2 separate regions of the Mus musculus genome follow, and region 1 is linked to region 2. The links are chromatin contacts, called in public Hi-C maps. All regions are on one chromosome and are shown on one strand. The core of a region is the stretch at or near the end of the contact, and the rest is flanking DNA. Distances in the headings are between cores, read along the strand shown. Region 1 overlaps Tmigd3 (transmembrane and immunoglobulin domain containing 3). Region 2 overlaps Kcnd3 (potassium voltage-gated channel, Shal-related family, member 3).

Evidence for each region. Hi-C and Micro-C count contacts between places; a contact is called where the count stands out from the background.
Region 1: a contact with region 2 is called in a Hi-C map of Th1 cells, with 6 times the contacts expected there. The contact joins two enhancer-like sites. A contact is called at or near these places in 1 of 484 Hi-C or Micro-C datasets (Th1 cells) and 1 of 115 datasets of contacts at active chromatin or transcription factors (memory CD8 T cells).

Annotation. Positions count from the first base shown.
Region 1 is chr3:105,893,735-105,900,296 of GRCm38.p6, reverse strand. All of the region lies in intron 1 of Tmigd3 (transmembrane and immunoglobulin domain containing 3), which reads right to left. Among named protein-coding and RNA genes, the nearest start is that of Adora3, 7.4 kb to the left of the region's middle. Within about 2 kb of position 4,801, at least 231 of the 459 cell types and tissues checked have an H3K27ac peak or open chromatin away from gene starts, as enhancers often do. A contact at or near this core is called in Th1 cells and memory CD8 T cells, where this site is marked.
Region 2 is chr3:105,625,582-105,632,066 of GRCm38.p6, reverse strand. The region is part of intron 2 of Kcnd3 (potassium voltage-gated channel, Shal-related family, member 3); the gene reads right to left. Among named protein-coding and RNA genes, the nearest start is that of Ddx20, 59 kb to the left of the region's middle. Within about 2 kb of position 4,101, at least 18 of the 459 cell types and tissues checked have an H3K27ac peak or open chromatin away from gene starts, as enhancers often do. A contact at or near this core is called in Th1 cells and memory CD8 T cells, where this site is marked.

The DNA of each region.
Region 1 (6,562 bases), core at 3,552-6,051, 270 kb before region 2:
ATATGATAAATAAACATATGATACACACCTTATGATTTATAACAGTAACAATATGATTTATAACAGTAGCAAAATTAAAGTTTTGAAGTAACAATGAAAATAAATTTATGGTTGGGAGGGGTCGCCTCAACATTTGTATTGTATTAAAGGGAATTTTACTAATGGGCCGTGTTATGAGGAAGGGCTAGAGGATTCAGCTATCCCTAATACTCTTCCAGATTATAGGCTCTCAAAATATGTCTTTCAACTACCTGTGTCAGCTTGTGGTTTGAGTAGTTGAGGTCTGGCTAAGGGGCTATGCTCAGATGTGGCCACCAGGTGGCAGCACATTTCCACCGTCCTCTGAAACACAAGCTGCCGCTAAGGAGAGAAAATGGGGAGGGCTCAAAACTGGCCTCAGCCAACCACCTCGGACTTTGCAAGGGAGACCAGGAGCAAGGAGGGTAGGTAGGCTGCCTATGGTCAGTCCAATCTAGTCCCACATAATATTCTGATCCTCTGGACTCAAGAAGGCTGGCAAGGAGCATGAACAGCCTAACAAAAAAAGTTTTGCATTTTGCTCCACAAAGCAGGAACTCTCAGCAAATAGAGAAGGAATGTGCTTAAGTCTGTTCTGCTAAAGAGCATGTTCTACAGTGGAGACCAGCCCAGTCTGGTCTCCTGACTTAAGGACAGGGTGGATTCAGAAGGGGTCTGCTACCGTGTGATATCTGCCGTAAGTAGATCTCACCGGGTTGTGCATTGTTGGTCCTTCCCCCATGTCCTCCAATCCCCAACCCATCCTCCTGTAGGCACAGGGCCCTCTGGTCACTGTCCTGATCTTTTCAAAGCCCATAACTTATCCAAACGTCCTTGAGCCTCTTCATATCCCAGCCTCCTCATTCCAGCCTCAGGCCTTCAATTACCCACCCTGGTATTTTTTCACTCAAGTAGGGGACTCCCGCAGTCTCTGAAGTTCATCTCTGATTCCACACAGGTCAACTGTGAGTCCTGATGTCATTTTCAGTGACCTTTACGTAAGCACTAACTAGCACGTGCAGGAACGAACCCGGGATAGAGCACCGCCAGTCCTAGATGTGTATAGTGGGGCTGTGCCTTGGCCTGCTTCTTCTCAACCCACCCTACCCTTAGATGAATTGAGCACATTCTCCTGGAGAGAGCAAGAAACCAGCAACCTCTACCCCTTCGATGACACGTCTTCTCTTACTCTACAAGGTCCTTCTATCACGAGTGTGTGAACCCTGCCATTGACAGGGTGCTAAGTGACACAGCCCAGGCTCCTTGCTTGGCGTTTTATACCTGTCACTTATAATCGTGTGCCAAACTTAATCGTAAGTGCTGCTAACTCATTTCACTGGTGAGGAGACCACAGCCTGGTGCGAGGTGGCTTTCAGGGAGCAAGTGGCGGAGCTGGGATCTGAACCTGCATTAGTTACTTCTCAGATTTCTTTGACAAAATCTTGAACAAAGGTAACTTAAAGAAGGGAGGGAGGGAGGGAGGGAGGGAGGGAGGGAGGGAGGGAGGGAGGGAGGGAGGACAGTTACAGTCAACTACGATGGGTAAAGGCCAGAATCTGAGTCAACTATCTTAGCCCTTTCCAGTGAATCACACAAGAATAGGCCAACACCAATTATACCAAACATAAACTGTGACTGGGCAGAAGCTCTTCAGTGTGGAAGGGTGTGCATGATCCATGGGTTGGGCCAGCTACTGAGAACTACTGAGAACAGGATTTTTTTTTTCTTTCTTTTTTGCCAGTTTTCTGGTTTCTGGTTCCTCCTCTTAGGCTGTGGAGTAATGGAGGGCAGCCTGCCAATCCTCCCTCAACCTTCTCCACCCCACACCCCTGCATCTAGTCCATGGGCAGACAGCATCAGGAAACCACATTACTTTACTTCCCGCTGAAGGGTTCCCCCAATAACTTTATTTCCCTCGGCTTTTCATTAAAGCTATTGTTATACAGAGTCTGTCTCAGCATTTCATCACGGTTAAAGATACTACATTGTTATTGCTTATACTGAAGGTTTAAGAGACCTATTTCCCCGAGGAGGTTCTAGGAAGGATGTTGCTCTTCTAATACCTCTCCTGCTCTGTTCATTAGCTTGGTGGCGTAGGTTGTTCCTGGGCAGCCAGGAGCTCAGAGTGGGTCAGCACAAGCCAGGCTTGTCTCAGCAAAAAAAAGACTTTTCTAGAAAAGCTGCACGCATTGTCTCAACTTCAGGCTTCTAGTATCCTTTTTTAAATTATTTTTTTATTTTTATGTGTGTGCACACACTTGTGTGAAGGTGGCATAGAGACCAGAAGTCATCATCACTTGCATGCAGCTGGAGTTACAAGGCACTCAGAACCACCTGGTGTGAGTGCTGGTAACTGACATCAGGTCCTCTCAGAGAGTAGTGTCTCAGCGTTTCTATTGCTGTGAAGAGACACCATGACCACGGTAACTCTTTTTTGTTTTTTTAAATGTATTTATTTATTTTATATTTGTGAGTACACTGTAGCTTTACAGATGGTTGTGAGCCTTCATGTGGTTGTTGGGAATTGAACTTTTTAGGACCTCTGCTCGCTCCAGTCAACTTTGGTCACTCAGTCCCTGCTTGCTCCAGCCCAAAGATTTATTATTATACATAAGTACACAGTAGCTGTCTTCAGACACACCAGAAGAGGGCATCGGATCCCATTACAGATAGCTGTGAGCCACCGTGTGGTTGTTGGGATTTGAACTCAGGACCTTCGGAAGAGCAGTCAGTGCTCTTACCCTCTGAGCCATCTTACCAGCCTTATAAGCAACTCTTATAAGGAAAACATTTTACTGAGCAGGCTTACAGTTCAGAGGTTTTATCCATTATCATCATGGTAGGAAGCATGGTGGCACGTAGACAGACATAGTGCTGGAACAGTAACTGAGAATTCTACATCTAGATCAGCAGGCAGCAGGAAGAGACCATAAGCCACTAAACCTGGCTTGAGCTTCTGAGACAGTGACAGTTCCTCCAACAAGGCCACACCTCCTAATACTGCAACTCCCCTATGAACCTAAGGGAGCCATTTTTATTCAAACCATCACAAGTTGCCATTGCTCTTGTTTGTTTGTTTGTTTTAAAGATTTATTTATTATTATATGTAAGTACACTGTGTTTTTGTCTTCAGACACACCAGAAGAGGGCACTGGATCCCATTATAGATGGTTGTGAGCCACCATGTGGTTGCTGGGAATAGAACTGAGGACCTCTGGTAGAGGAGTCAGTGCTCTTAGCCGCTGAGCCATCTCTCCAGTCCGTGGCAAATGCTCTTAACCACTGAGTCAAATCTCCAGCCCTGGCTCCTGGTATCTTAGTTGTCATGCTCTGTTCTTTTATTATGAGCACATGCTTTTGGGAAGACTGCAAGTCACAAATAACGAGCACATAGAAGGAACTTTGGTGTTGCTTCCCATTCACCCATAGGGATTTGTGTAATTCTAAAAATAAAATACCCAGCCAGATGCATGCTTGGAATCCCAGAAGTTGGGAGGCTGAGGCAGCTTGATCTCTGTGAATTCAAAGCCAGAGCAGACTGCCAAGGTTACAAAGTGAGACCCTGTCTCTAGAAACAAGAAACAAAACATGGCAAAGCTGTCATTTTAATTGAGTATCTTGGAGAGGACTCAATAACAGAGCTTGGGGCACTGATGCCCAGAAGTATCCGGGATGGTGCCACCCACGGCACAGGCAGAACCCACTTACCATTGTATGTACAATCAACTCCCAAGAAGGATCAAAGGCGCTGGTGGGCAGCCAGTGGCCCCTCCCTCACTATGGATTCCATTTCAGCTTATGCTATCCTCTCTTTGAGCACTTTTATGCTACTTTGGAGTTAAATTGTTTCTCCCACTTCCTATTCAACTTTGGACCTCCAGGAGCCTCTTATAACACCTGGCAACATGGGAGACCTGTTTTATGTTGGAGCTGAATGCATATATTATTCCCAGGTCTGTCCCCACCCTACCCCCACACACATCCCACCCCAGCCCAAGAGGGTGCTAACCATGTCACTGTGTTGGGCAGAAGCTGAGAGGAACGAGAGGGTCCATTTTTTGTTTCTTTGTTGCATCTTTTCCCTGCAGTCTTTTGGGGTTATGTTACTCAGTCTGGTTAAGAGGCCCTTAGAGAGAATGCCTTACAAGACAGTTTGTGGCTTCTCTATGCTTGTTTACCACCACACGTCCATTCTCTCTTCAGTGTGATTTGTCTAATCTGATGCCATGGGCACCCTGTTTTCTGTGTTCCATGATCAGAGCTCTGTCATTTGTTCTTGGCCCTGTTCTTCTTGCTTTTTCTGTAGGGCTTAGAACTGTTCCTGGTGTTACACTCATCACTTTTCTTGTCCCAAATCAACATTCACAGTGAGATTTTAGAGCACAAGTGTGCTAGAAGTGGAATTGAACATGAGAGGAAACTGGTGCCCAAAGTGACTGGTTTGAGGTCAAAACCGGCTAGCCAGAACATTTAGCTCCTTGTTTATTCTGGTGCCCACCTCGCTGAGCCCACAGATGAACACCCTAGGACCACCCAACCAGACAGTGATCCACTGCATGTATGTGTCATGGCCAGTCTCCCTGCCCTGTCCATCCAGGTTGATGTGCCAGCCAGTCATATCACCTCTTACTGGAAGTTACCTTCCAGACCTTCAGCACTCAAACCTGTGCCAGAGTTCTCTGCCTCGGTGAGATTCCCGCATCGAACCACCTCCTGTCCCACTCCATGTACACACAGGGCTTCTGCCTCCAGGTGTCAGGCCTGTCCCACTGCATTTATGCCCTGAGGCCCAGCCCCGGGGAAGAAATCAAAATGGGCTGGCTGCCAGCGAGTGACTCAGACGTTGAACATGCCACGTCCTTCTTGCTTTGTGAGCTTTGTTTCTAAGCGGATAACCTTGGCCACATTGCCCAATCTCCCATGTCTTTAATTCCTCTTTGGTGAAGGAGGAAGATTATTCTTTGGGACCTGAAAGAAGTAAAAAACACCCAACATCTGGGGCAGGGTCTGGACCACTCTTAGAGTCCTGCACCCATGCTCTTCCTGTGGGCCTCATGGGCACCGGGCCAGTGACTCCTCATGAGGTGCTTGCTGGTTACTGAACCAACAGGAAGCGTCTCTATACCCACAGACCCTCTGTGAACCGTGAACTGCAGGCTGGCTGTGCCCCTGAGGTTGGAATGGTCTAGATGTGGCTTTCCTTGGCACCTTTCTCTCGTCTTTTGTTGAAGAAGCTTTTTGCTCCAAATCCTCTGTTGGTTTTCTGAGCTTCAGAAACTGGACTCACCCGAAGGCGATGGCAGGACGGCGATGACGTCTTCTCCTATCTTCTCTACTTGCCAGGAAGTGAGTGGCTTGACCGCATGAAGAAGCTTGTGCCAGGGTTCAGCTATGAGACCGCCCCCCTTCGTGAGCCCAGGCAGAGGCCAGCCTGGGGGGTCTGACTGCAGGCAGTTCCTAGACAGGCAGGATGGAGCACCCGCAGCCACAGGGGCCTCTCCGTTGCTGCAGGTGAAGCCTGGCTATCTCAAGAGCCCGCCCTATTCAGAACCATAACCACAGTTTCTGTGTCTTACCTGTCACTCATTCTGGAGGGCGTGGCAGAGCACTTGGCACTTTTCAAGGCTATAAAAAGGCCACCTTCTGGGCAGGGTGTGAAGGTTGATGAATATTATGGTCACCTCCTGCCAAAACAGCTGCTTGACAGACATGAAACGCACGGCACACAATTTACGATTTAATGCGCAGCCTATTCATTTGTGTCTGCACTTGATCCTGAATACCAAACACTTTCTAACCTTTCATTAACCTTGGAATAGATCCTGACTGTGAAGGGCCAAGGAACCAGAATGACTCTCCAGTCATTCCCGGGCCTCCAGGAGAATGGCTCTTTCTGACCTGAACCCTCCAGGATGACTCAACTGACCCACTCTGGGCCCTGCCAGATGGAAGCCAGATAGATGTTGTTTTGGTGGCCCCGGCTGCAGCAGAGGCCAGCAGAAGTCTAGGTCACTGCAGATGGTCCAGTCTCTGGTCCTTTCCAGCCCCCACCCCATCTCTATCTAGTTCCCATGACTGGGGCCTTTTGTGTCATCCTGAGGTTGGCACTCTCTCACTTCCCGACAAGAATGCTGGCTGTTGTTTCTGAGCAAATGGAACGAATGACCAAAGAGAACCCCAAGCAATCTGCAAACTGGAAACATCTGCAGGAGGCGAGGGCAGCTGCTGGCTGGGTGGGGCTCCAAGGAACTGCCGGAAGGTCAGCCTAAGGGAAGGTTGCTCCAGAAACCTAAGTCCAAGCAGGGGGCGTGTCCTTCTGGGAGAGGGAAAGTCAGTTTTCTTTAAGGGCATGGCCCCTGGAAGGTCAATCACACTACTGTGGGTGGATCCACACCCACTAATATATGGACATCGAGAACGGGTTATAAAAATAATTTTTTAAAGGACATGAAGTTAGGAGGGGTTGGGGGTGGGCGTATTCTTGGGAGGAGTTAGGGGAGGAGTAGGGAGTGAACATGATCAAATATGTTGTGTGTAAGGGTGT
Region 2 (6,485 bases), core at 2,852-5,351:
TAGAAAAGGTTAAGAGGTGTACACAAGCCCACAAAATACATCAGTACGAAAGTGGATATATTTTTACTCCATCTTAGGAAATCCTGACAATACCTGTCATAAGTTATCTGGAGTATCCATTCTTCCCACCCCTGAGCACTGATCAACAGATGGGAAATGGAAGGTGGGAGGGGGAAGTCCTCATGCGAGGCTTGAGTATGGATATTTGGGTCCTTAAGTGCATGCCACTCACTGAATCCCAGATTCAAATGTTCTTTCAGGATCAGCCACTCCCATCGGCACCCACAGCCAGACTCGGCTGCGTAAGGCTGAAGCTTAATAATGTTTAAACATCCATTGCTTCCATTAGGTGTGACTAGCGTTCTATTTTAAACTTCCTCTGCGGAATGTTACTCACTGGGACTAGGTGAGTAACATCAGCATTTTTCTTTGAGATCTTGAGACCTCAAGAGCTCAGGCACAGGCTTTCTTCTTCTTATGCCCCACCTGCCTGCTTCCTGGGCACCACACAGAAGAGTTCTGAAGATTCCAAGGTGGTGGCAGAGTGTGAGAACAGGGAGAGTTCAGGGAGGGGCTCTCACTTCCAATCCCAACACTCGGGAGGCAAGGGGAGGGGGATTAGACTGTCTGCTGAGTTCCAGGGTAGAGCTACACAGGGTGAGACCCGGCTCAAATCAAGCAGCAGCAGGACAGTTCTCTCAGAGCTTCAGCATGTAGCAGTCAGGGCTAACACATTACTTACTGGCTTCTGCTGGGAGTGCTGGTGGAGCTGTCTCTCACACCCCGAGGATCCTCCACGCAGGATGCTCCCCTTCATGGAGTGGCCTCTCTCTCTATGCCATACTATGCACTGGGAGATTATGGGAAATACAGAGATGATGGTGTGGGGGTATCCCTTGGTGCTCACCACCAATGCCAAACATGGAGCAATACGAACACATGAGTGCTGGGTAGAGTCCTTTGCACAAAGTATTGAACAATCAATCAATCAATCAATCAATCATCAATCAATGGGCCACATACATTTTGTGAGTGTTGATTCATGCTAAGTACTTCTCCTAATAGGACTTTGAGATTTTAAGCTACATGAGAACCTAGTGAAGCAGGTTCTCTTAGGATCCCAGTTCACAGACGGGGAAACTAGAACTCCACAGTCACCTCATTTATAAACAGTAGTAAAAGGCCTCAAGCCAGGTCCTACTTCACAAGAGCATTTAGTCAAAGCTCTTGCCCTGGCTGCTCGGCATGGAGGATGCAGCACCCCACGGAGGCCCTGCTGCCCACACATCTAAAGTTCCAATTTTTGTGCACTGCTTTCTCAGCTCTTGGGACATCCAGAAGGATGCTTTCCCAGCATCTTCTGCCCCTCGCCCTGCTAAGATACAAGCTGCTGCCGGGCGTGGTGGCGCACGCCTTTAATCCCAGCACTTGGGAGGCGAATTTCTGAGTTCGAGGCCAGCCTGATCTACAGAGTGAGTTCCAGGACACCCAGGACTATACAGAGAAAACCTGTCAAAAAACAAAACAAAACAAAACAAAACAAACAAACAAAAAAAACCAAGCTGCCATTGGGAGCCAGTGGAGGCAGGGAAGCTTGTCTGGGTCTAGAGAGAATGTAGGCCTGGATATTCTATTTGAGCAGAGAAACTGCAGGCTACTAGGAATCCAGTTGTTATGTGGAGAAGAGTTCACAGCAGGACAGTGGAGTGGAGCTGAGGGGAAAGGGTCATGGTTGGGCTTACAAGAGCTCTGGGTCATTCTTAGAACCTAGGATCAAAAGCCAGGAGTTCGGATGGAGTGGTGGGCAAGCATCCCTATCAGCCTCCAGTGGCTTAAATTAATGCACAATCTAATTTAATTTCCCTTTCGGAAATTACGCATTCCTAAAAAATACATGAAGAGTCAGAAAGGAGCCGTGGCAACGAAGAACCTGAGCACCAGTTCGTGGCTTGAGTTGTGTCCCTCCCTTGACTGGGCCTGTCTGGTGTTCTAGGTTGGAGCCTTCTGACCCTGTGAACAGCACAGCTCATGTGGAAGGATTCCAGAGTACCCAGATCATCAGAGGCAGCGGTCTGCAGCCGAGAACTGCCTGAGGCTCATGTCAACCTAGGGTTGCTTAGCCACAACAGAGCCAATGGGCTCCATGTTGCTCCTACCTATATGAGGTACAACAGCTCTGCCTGACCATCAGATGCTGGCTCTCTAGCTGGGTCAAAGGTAATGGATGGGTTAGGCTAGCACTGAACATAATAACATGTAAACAGCTATGCGGGCCTCACTCAGATATTCAGTTGCCTTGAATTGTGCAAGGTATCCATTCAGTGAACATACATTCTTGGTCAGGCACGTGCTAGGTAAGTATTTCATATGCAAGTATGTCCCTTTGTTGAGGGGCCCCATCCTCCAACATATTACATGCAAGTGCTTTTTCTGAGTTTTTATGTGATTTGCTGAAAGCACCTGCCATTTATCAAATAGAGAACAGTTACCGACTTACCATAGGGTAGGTCTCCAGGGAAAAAGGTGAGAACTGGAGTAGTCCACAGCCCACAAGTTGTCAGACATGGGAAGATATTTGTATCTGTGATATCCCAGGCATTATATTAGATACAGGGCACCAATGGATGAAAAGCAATGAGACCTGGAGCTTAGTACAGCCCACCATGTAAACAGATGCATCACCATGTGGTCAGGGGAGCTTCATAATAAAGGTAGCAACAAACTGCAGTGGAACCTGGAGGAGGAGGCCTACAAGTCTGATGGGGTCACCTGGAAAACACAGTAGAGGCAGAGGAGTCTGTCCAGGTCCAAAGTGAATGCAGACTTGATGCCTGTACTGGCTGGTTTTGTGTGTCAACTTGACACAAGATGGAGTTATGAGGAAATGCCTCCATGAGATCCAGCTGTAAGGCATTTTCTTAATTACTGATCAAGAGGGGAGGACCCATTGTGAGTGGTGCTATCCCTGGGCTAGGTTCTAGAAAAAGGCAGGCTGAGCAAGCAATCCAGGAAGCAGCACCCCTCCGTGGCCTCTGCATCAGCTCCTGCCTCCAGGTTCCTGCCCTGTGTGAATTCCAGTCCTGACTTCCTTTAGTGATGAACAGCAGTGTGGAAGTGTAAACTGAATAAACCCCTTCCTTCCCAACTTGCTTCTTGGTCATGAGGTTTTGTGTAGGAATAGAAACCCTGATTAACACAATGCCCTATTTACTGAAGAAACTGCAGGCTTCTGAGAATCCAGTCATTTTGTGAAGAACTCACAGGGGCACAGTGGGGTGGGGCTTTTGGGAATGGGTCACAGTGGACTTAGAGGAGGAGCCCCAGGTCACTTCCAGAACCTAGCAAGAATCTGAAGCAAACATTTTCGACTGGGGGCGGGTACCCTTATCAGACTCCAGCTGCTTAGACTACTGCACAGTCCAATGCACTGGTAAGAAGAGAGAAAAAGAAAAGCATCCTCTGCGAATCCAGTATGATGCACATGAGCGAGACCTGAGCAGAACAGAGCGGACACGACCCAGCAGCAGAAGAGCTGCGAACAGCAGGCTCTTGCTAAACACACACTGTACCAAGGATTAGCAGGGAGACGAGTAATTGAGGCGCCTCTGTCATCCTCACATTTTCTTATCACTCAGATGAATCAGGTTTTAACAAATGCTCAAAGCAGAGACTTCATTACCACAGAAACCCCAATTGCTGGATAAAGATCTGCTTTACTTATGAGCCTGAAGTTTCCGCCAGAGAAGTGATGCTAATATTATGGTTTGTGTTTCTTCCAATGTCCTCCTGGTAGGAGTGGAGACAAGCTCTACAGCCAGGACAGTGACCAGATTTCTGGATGGACAGACACATTTCCACAGCCTTTAGCTTTGCTATTCAAGACAGACACTTGTTTATCTTTCTTGCCTGAGTCGTCAGGATGTGTCTGTTCGGCCATATGACGGAAGCCCTGAGAATGAATATCTTTATCAAGCTATATCGTTATGCCTGACAATATTTACACCCGGATAGCTTTGTAACTAGAACCCAAAGTACAGGCAGGAGACATCTCATCAGTTTAACACTGGGGAGAAACAGCTAATTCGCTCAATGTGGTAAATGAGGCAGAAAGGTCAAAGGAGGAGTGAGGCAGAGCCTGGACCACAACCTTTGAAGGTGGGGTTGTGTCAGTGGATACCTGGAAACACTGAGCCTTCCCCCTCTGTGTGTCACCTCGGTGTGTCACCTCCAGCACTGTGGCTGGGACAGGTCCACTTGCTTCCTTGGAAGTTCCCGTTCATGTTCCCTCTTCCCTCCCCTCCACCCCTTCCTTCTTTCTTTCTCTTGTACCCAGTCACTTCCCTCCACATGACAAGCTCTTGACTGAACTTGACTCATTGTACTGGTGACTCTTCTCACTGCCGTTACCGGATACCTGAAGGAAACAATTTAAAGGGAGGAAGATTTATTTGGCTCCTGTTTGAGAGAACAATAGTCCATTACAGGGGAACAGTCCCTTACGATGGCAGATGGCAGCGACAGAAGCATACGGCTGGGACTCGCTACCTAATATTTCAAGGGAACAGGAAGCAGAGACAGGAGAGGAAATCAGACCAAGAGAAACCTCGACATCTGACCCTTAGTGAGTCACTTCCCCCAGCACACATCCACATGTAGAGGTTCTACAACCTTCTAAGACAGCGCCACTAGGAGGAGACAAGTTCTCTGACACATGCAACTGTAGGGGATAGTTCATATTCAAACCCTACCAGTGAGGCTCCTTTGACTCACCTTCAGGGCTTGGCCTCCATTTCTGTGCATCTGTGTCTGTCTCTGCATGGCTCAGTTCTACTAGAAAATCCTAGTAAGTCAGTATTTGAGCATCCTCAGCATCCAACTCGTTCCTCATCCTCCAGATCACCCTGGCCTATCCCAGCAAGAATCCTGTTAACTTGGCTTAGCCAGACTCCACCCTGTTCCTGTTCCTGATGCTTGATCTTCATGAGTTTTCATCTACCAATGCCCCCTTCCCCAGGCTATAAATTCTCCATTATCATTGCTGTATTCAGTGAAGCCTGTCTCTGCCCTGAGTCCTACTTCCTCCGGTTCCGATAGCCTTGAATTAACAACTGTGTTGACTGCTTCACTGCCTAGCTCTGGCTTCCAACACACAATAGTCCACTTCTTAGAGGGGGCAAGAACAAAAGTTTGGAAGGAGCTTCTGGCTTGTCCTCAGTGTCTCCCCACAAACTTTTCCCCCTTCTTTTGTGTCACTTCTCCTACCAGCAGCTACTAGGGACTCTGGAGGATCATTTGAGGGAAGGGTAAAGGGTAGCTGTGGAATCCTCACAGTGTGAATAGTAGCAGCTGAGCATCCCGCTCCCTAGCTGGAATCTGTGACAAGTGTCAGCACAGTTGAGTGCACACAAACCAAGCACTTTACATGTACACACATTCACAAGCAAGTCAAGGGTTTCCCTCTAACTGCTGAATGCTGTGAACATTTCAAGTAATCAATAAACACACAGAAACATATCTCACCTTCCTATGTGCTAAAAAAGTAGCAACTATGATTTCAGCCTATTAAATTACCTAAAATCAGCATGAAAGAGGGGAGAGAGAGGGAGAGAGAGAGGGATGGAGGGAGGGAGAGAGGGAGGGGGAGAGAGAGGGAGGGGAGAGAGAGGAATGGAAGGAGGGAGGGAAGGGGAGGGAGGGAAAGAGAGAGGGAAGGAGGGAAGGAGAGAGAGAGGGAGGGAGAGGGAAGGAGGGAGGGAGGGAGGTAGAGAGAGAGAGACAGAGAGAGAGACAGAGAGAGAAAATATCAGTAGTTCTGGTAAGAGGCATGAGACGGACATTCTCAGTGCCAGTTGGCATAGCACTTCCGAAAGGCACTTGGCAGTATCCATTAAGAGGTCTGAAATTGCCCAAGACTAGAGTGGCCCAATAATTTTACCCAAGTGTCATTCAGAAGGAAAGGCATGGAAGTGTTCAACACAGTCTTGCTCATTGTAGCACAAACTTGGTCTTGACCCAAATGACTTACAGTAGGGAGGGAAGGAGCTAATTAAGTTACACAGAGGAAAATGACCAAGAAAAAGAACCCAGTAATATTGATAGTGGCTGAATGTGGGTGACCACTCTATGATTAACACCCAATTGTTGTTTTTTTATTTTTAATCCTTTCCCCTTAGTATTTTTTTCAATGAAAGAACATCTCCCTCCCACGTCTAATAAAAGTAACCTCAGTGTGAAAAGTTGGGGGCAGATAATACAATCTATAGAGACCTGGGAACACAGACACACAATTTAATGCTGTGGTTGAATAGAACCTATAACAGGAATTACCCAGCCTGTCAGTGATGGGCAAGCCAGCCACTGTGGCTATATGACTGAGCATCACTAGTGGTGCACTCTCAGAAAGAGCTGTAATTAGTTTGGTTTTCACACCACCAAGCCACTTGTTAGTTTTCTTCATTGTTTCTAGTTTTCCAGCATCTGCTAAC